Linked DNA regions of Sus scrofa: region 1 is linked to region 2. A link is a contact called in public HiChIP or PLAC-seq data. All regions are on one chromosome and are shown on one strand. Each heading gives the region's core, a stretch centred on a gene start, on an enhancer-like site or on the middle of the called end of the contact. The rest is flanking DNA. Distances are from core to core; before and after follow the strand shown. Region 1 overlaps LOC110259504 (a long non-coding RNA gene). Region 2 holds the start of CXXC5 (CXXC-type zinc finger protein 5).

Region 1 (2,991 bases), core at 4-2,503, 83 kb before region 2:
ATGGGCGGGATTCTCACGCCGGCCCCCGCGTCCGGCCCGGCCGCCGGCAGGGCCGGCGCCGCTAGAACCCCCTTCGGGCACCCGCCTGCCCAGCAAAAGCCTTCGAGGGGCCAATAGCCTCTCTCCGCCGGAGGCGCCCTCGGTCACACTCCTTCCGGCCCCAGATCTCCCCAGAGACAAGCCCAGAGGGAGGGGCAGCCCCCAGTTCCCCCGCCCCCCGTCACCTCCGCCAAGCTGGCAGCTGGGCTTTCCCCCTCCTCTGCCATCCGCAGAGGCCTGAAGCGTGAAGGTTAACAGCTGGGGGGGAGGCTGCGTCTCCCTCCCTCACCCCCTCTCTGCTGCAGCCCCGCCCACCTGCCAGCCCTGGGGATGTCGTAAACAGGGCTGTGAGGTGTGTGTTGGGGGACGGGGTGGGGGGTGCTGAAGGGAGGGAGAAAAGAGAGAGCCAGACAAAGAGAGGAAGTGAAAATGAGCAAGAAGGGAGGAGAGACCTAAGCAGAGACCGAGGGACAGAGACAACCAGAGACCGAGACAGGCAAAGAAAGAAATGAGACGGAGAGGTAGAGATAGACACCCACAGAGAGAGGAAGGAGGGAGGGACCTCAGAGCCAGCGAGGAGAAACACAAAGAGAGTGGGGGGGGGAGGTGAAGGATAGGATGAGTGGACGAGAAACAGGGACGCCTCGAGCTGAGGGTGATCGCTGGGGGTGGGGACGAGCATAGGTTGGGGGACAGGGCGCGGCCCTAGTCTACCCCCGCCCCCCACCAAGAGAACCGCGGCCCAGAATGTCGCCTGCCCCAGGCCACGTCCTCCATCCCAACACGACTTCCCCGCCTCGGTTTCCCGGGGAGTGCCAGTAAAAGGGGGATTGGGGGGGGCGGTGGAGTGGGGAGCTGCAAGGCCATCACTCTGCCGCGGAGCCCCTGTCGAGCCGACTCCCAGGCGCATCAGTCCAGCGGGCAGATATCGATCCGGCCCAGCGAAGCTCGATACCCGCGGCCTGCAGCCCGCGCTGCAGCGGTCCTACAAAGAAGAGGAGGGAGTTCACTCCCCCGGCCGCCCCCCCCCCAAGAAGTCTGTGCCGGAATAAACCTCCAGAGTCCGGTGCACTCGCCTCCGCCTGTCCCTAAGTGGCCCGACTCGGCGGTCCAGGCACCCTGCCGCAGGGGAATGGCCCGGGTGACCCCCCAGCCCCGCCTCCTGCAGGGCGCAAGGGGCCAGAGGGAAAAATCTTTGCGGAGTTGATGAAGTTGAAGTTTCGTAAAGGGCGTGAAGGAGACAGCCAATCAGCGACTGCTCATTTACATGGGCTTTCTGATTGGCTCTCACGGTGCCTCTTTAGAATGTTACTTTGAAACCTTAAGAAAACGTTGAGCCAAGTCCCGCTGCCGAAAGGGAGGGAGCCGCTCAGACCCCTCAAGTTCCTGTAGGAACCCCCAGGCCAGCTCTGATGGGAGGTGGGGAACTGAGATATGGTCTCGCCCAACCCTCAAGATACAGAACACCGCCTTGAGGCCAGAGGGTCAGAGAGATGGAGATTGGCCTGGACCCAGGCACTAGGTTCTGCCCAGCACCCTGCCAGGTGCCCATCTCCTTACGGCTCTACGTGTAGTCAGGGGTCATTTCAGACTGGAGGTCTCAAGAGGAGAGAGAAGGCCTGGCCTGGCTTGCAGGTGAGAAACTAATAGTGCAGAGTCTTGTCTGTAGCAGGAGCAGTGTGGGTGGTGTCACCCAGTTCTGCAAGCCTCCAAAGAATCCAGCTTCAAAGGTAGGCCCAATCGGCTCCCCAGCTGACTCTCAGGCCAACCTGACCTTGAGTCCTAGACAGCCAGGCACGACGAAGGCTTGGGAGCACAGGGACAGGCTGAAGCCTCAGGGGGCTGGAGAAGTGGGCTTGCTCTGTGCAGAGTCTGGGACCAGGCTACCCTAGCAGCCTAGTAACTGGTCCTAGAACACAAAGGTCCACCCTGACCTGAGCCACTCTTGCGGAGAGAGGAGAGGTCTGGACGCTGGTAGCTGTGAGTAGAGAACTGGTTTCTGTCTTGAGGCCTCCACCCTGCCCTCCCCCTCTCGCTGGGAAAAAGGTCCCCAGGGTTGCCATTTTCAAATCTGGCTCAGCTTCCAGGCCCACACCCCTCCCTGGGGCCCAGCACTAATGACTCAGGCCTGGGGGGGGGGGGGAAGGGTTTCTAAAGGGGGATGGGGGACCAGGGCCGAGTTTGTAACTGAGGCTGAAGAGAAATCCCTCCACCTCCCGCCTATGGCAAATGAGGAGACAGGAGGGAAAATTCACTCTAGTGGGCTCCAACCCCACCCCAGTTCTTTCCCAGTGATGTCGCCTGGAGACGTAGTTCTGTCATTCAACTCCAAGGAGCCTGCATGCAGAACCTCAAGGATATGTGAAAGAGAGGCTGGCCCTGAGTGCTTGTACACGTGCAGCTGCTCCTGTGACAGGTTATACACTCAGTCCTATGGGATCCTGAGCAGCAGCACAGGCTGGAGCAAACACACCTTGTTTGCAGAAGACTCAGGGACCCCACTGTCGGTGCCCACCACCGCCTGCCAAGCCCTGGAACTCAGCCTCCTAATATGCTAAATTTGCTGTGTGACTCTGGGCACAGCTCACACATCTCTGAGCCTCAGGCCTCTCTTTCAGTCCATGCTCCCCTGAACACACCATTCCCAGAGGAGGCAGCTGCAGAGAAACCCTAGAAGCAGGGGCAGAGTCCAAGAGGGGCCTGGGAGGGCCTTCTCAGAAGCCCAGCTGGTTCAGCCTGTGGTCCAGGAGTCCAGGGGGACAGGGACAAGACTGCCAAGTGCCACGGTTCTCACCCATTTTCAGAATCTCATCTCTCCCCCTCCTTCCTGCCCACCTCACAAATGACAGGAGGCTGCGTTGGGGCAGGAACAGGGGGCTGCATGTGCATGTGTGTGTGCGTGTGGACGTGGACGCGTGTGAGGAGGGTCTGAGAGCCCCCCTCCGCCCCCTC
Region 2 (2,958 bases), core at 323-2,822:
GCTCCGGCGGGGCGAGGGCCGAACGACCGCACACGCCCCCTCCCCAGTGCTTCCTGCGCCAACGCGGGGAGGGGACGGCGGGCCCGCCACAAAACCCAGGGCTCGGAACAGCGCCCGCGGCGCAGGGAGGCGGAGGGCCAGAGGCTGCCTCGCCGGGGCCGCCCCCCCCACCCCCGCCCCAGCCCCTTCCATCCCAAGAAGCGACTCTCAGACCACCCAGGGTCGAGGGGGGCCAAGGAGGGTGCGGCTGCCAACCCTTCAGCACCCCCCCCCGTCGCAGGAGACAAGGGGAGGGCACGAGTCTTTCCGGATGGGTCCCTACAGAACCCCCAAATCTGCGGCTGCCTCCTCGCAGCCCGTGGCACCAGCCCAACTCCGCGCACCTTTTCCGATTCCTAAAGCGGGGGGGGGGGGGTAGCAAAAAGCGAACCTAGTCCCTCCTTGAGCGCTTCGGCTCTCCTGACAGGTCCCAGGGGCAGCCCCCCATTTAAAAACCGGGGTCACTCACTTTCTGTTGATCCTACAAATAAACAAAGCCTGACGCACCCCGCGCTCCCCGCCGGGAAGCAGCCCATTCCGGGCGAGGACAACTTCCCCCGGCAAGAAAATTAACACATTCTTCCCGAGGCGGTGCAGCCCCTCGCTCCGGGGAAGCAAAGGGGAGGGGGGGCTGGGGCCCAAACTTCACGGGTAAATTTGGAGCCAGAGCAGCGAGGCAGGCGCCTGGGACACCCGCCTCCCACAGCTCCGCAGCGAGAGGAACACCCCCAGTCTCCCACCCTGGCTTTGCCTGCTGTTTGGCCACGCGGGGCTCGAGAGCCAGCCTGAAAGACTCCCCAGGGCTGGGGAGGATGGGAGAACGAGGCCGCGGGGAGCAGCGGTGGTGGGGGGTGATCCTTTAACGGAAAAAGAAGGTCAAACTTGATCAGCCCGCCAGGCACCCCGCGGGCAGCGGGGGCGAGGAGCCGGAGGGGAAATGTAGAAGTGGCCACCGCCCCCTCAAGTGGAGGGGGAGACTCAGCCACGCGTGGTCCAGGGCATTAAGAGCAGTTACCGTCGCCCCCCAAACACCAGGCTGCGAATGGGGCATGGTGGGGGGAGTGCGCGCCGGAGAGCTCCAATCAGCCGCCCCCGCAGGCGGAGCGCCCGCCCAACACCGAGAGGTGAGGACCCGGGCTCCCGCCGCCCCTGAGCCCTCAGGCTCGAGGACCTGGGGAGGGGACAGGAGCCCCAGCCCCAATCCATGGCGCCCAAGCCGCCGTCCCCGACCCTAAAACCCCTCTTTTTGTCTGAACTCAGTGATCTGCGACCGAGCTGACTGCGGCTTGGGGAGGCTGGAGTATAGCAGAGGCCACCGAGCGATCCCCGGAGCTCGGGCTCCCAGCCGCCGGGGCTCCCGGGCTCAGGCCACCGGCACCCCCTGCCCCACCCAAACCCGGACCCCTCCTTCCCCGTCCCTGGCTCTCCGCACCTGAACTTCGGGGGAGCCCGCGCCGCCAAACTTTCCGCCGACTTGCAGCGAACTCCGGCCCCGGCCGCGCACCGGGCCCCGGGGAGGAGAGGGAGGTAGGCGGGGAAGGGGAGGGGGCCGGCCTCCGGGGGGTCGGGGGAGGGCCGTGGCCCGACACCTACCGGCTCTCAGAGTCGTCCAAGCCGCCACCGCCGCCGCCGCCGCCGCCGCCGCCGCGAGGCCGAGGGGGAGGGGCGGGGCGGAGAGCTGCGCTCCTCTCTGGGCACAGCCGCCGCGGTGCGCTCCGCTCCAGCCGCGCCGCCCGCCGTGCCCGGGGCCGGAGCCGGAGTCACGCCGCCGCGGCTGGCCGGAGGCGGGGAGGGGGGGGGAGCCTGCAGCACCTGCCCCTCCTCCCCCTCCCCGCGGCCCAAATTAAAAAACAACAAAAAGCAACTAATCACCCCCGAGCGCAGCGCGGCGCGGCTGGCGGAGGGCGCAGCGTGAGGCGCCCGGACTCAGCAGGCGGCGCGCATGGCTGGGCGCGGGCTGGGCAGGGCTGGGACGCGGGGCCCGGCTTCGGGGAACAAGGTCCTGCCGCTCTTCTCGCTCGGCTCCGGCGCCTGCTCTCGCCGCCGCCGCCGCCTCTGCTGCCGCCAGTGCCGCCGCCTCTACATCCCCGCTCAGGCTCCGCCGCCTCTGCCGCCGCCGCCGCCGCCGCCGCCGCGCGCCCGCCGGGGCAGGAGCTCTGAACGCTGCCCGGGGGCTGCCGGCAAAACCCGGACCGGACTCGACGCTCCCTCCCTCCCGACGCAGCCCTGGCCACTTGGACGCCGCAGGCTCTGAGGCTGGAGCTGCAGCCACTGCGCCTCCAGCTCTCCGCGCCCTGACCTGGTCGGCCCTGGCTCAGCTCCCCGGCGCGCCCCGTCTTCACCTCTTTCTCCGCAACTTTACAAAAATAAATAAATAAATACATAAGAGGACCTCTCTCGTTTTGTGAGGAGGGCATGCGCTCGGCGACGCACCTGACGAGGAAATCCGCCGCCCCTCTGTCCCCTCTGTTCGGCCGGCCGCCAAGCTGCAAGGACCGGTGCTGAGGGTTTGGCCGCGCCCCGCGGCTCAGCGGCGCGTAGGGTCGGGAACTCCTAGCCGAGCACTCTCGGAATTAGACGCGTGTTGAAGGACTCCTCCCTTCCCAGGGCGCTTTCCCGAACTCGGTGGGCTCTAGTTCTCCGGGAGAAAGGGAGCCGAGGTTCCTGTCCCCATTTCACAGATGAGGAAACCGAGCCGAGGAAGGGCATTTTGTTTCCTGTGCCGGCGCCACCCCAAGCCCTGAGTCCTGGAGCTAAAGCGACTGCATTGTGGCCCTGAGACGGGACCGCGAAGTGTAAACTCAGCCTGAGACAGTGCCTAGCACAGAGCATTGCTCGACAGACAGATACCGGCTGAAAGAGAACAAAAGCCCAGTGGGTACAGATTTGGGCCCGCATATCCTGAGCACCACTCGGTGC

What was found. HiChIP or PLAC-seq counts read pairs in DNA pulled down with a chosen protein or histone mark.
Region 1: a contact with region 2 is called in an H3K27ac HiChIP or PLAC-seq map of skeletal muscle. The contact joins the enhancer-like site here to the promoter of CXXC5 in region 2. A contact is called at or near these places in 8 of 47 Hi-C or Micro-C datasets (blood, embryonic fibroblasts, epiblast stem cells and 5 more) and 1 of 2 datasets of contacts at active chromatin or transcription factors (skeletal muscle).

What each region holds. Positions count from the first base shown.
Region 1 is chr2:141,562,348-141,565,338 of Sscrofa11.1, reverse strand. All of the region lies in intron 5 of LOC110259504 (a long non-coding RNA gene), which reads right to left. Among named protein-coding and RNA genes, the nearest start is that of PSD2, 28 kb to the left of the region's middle. Within about 2 kb of position 1,253, at least 51 of the 83 cell types and tissues checked have an H3K27ac peak or open chromatin away from gene starts, as enhancers often do. A contact at or near this core is called in embryonic fibroblasts, fetal liver, retroperitoneal adipose tissue and 1 more, where this site is marked.
Region 2 is chr2:141,479,606-141,482,563 of Sscrofa11.1, reverse strand. CXXC5 (CXXC-type zinc finger protein 5) reads right to left here and starts at 1,572. Exons shown (of 5, transcript XM_021084872.1): 1 at 1,472-1,572.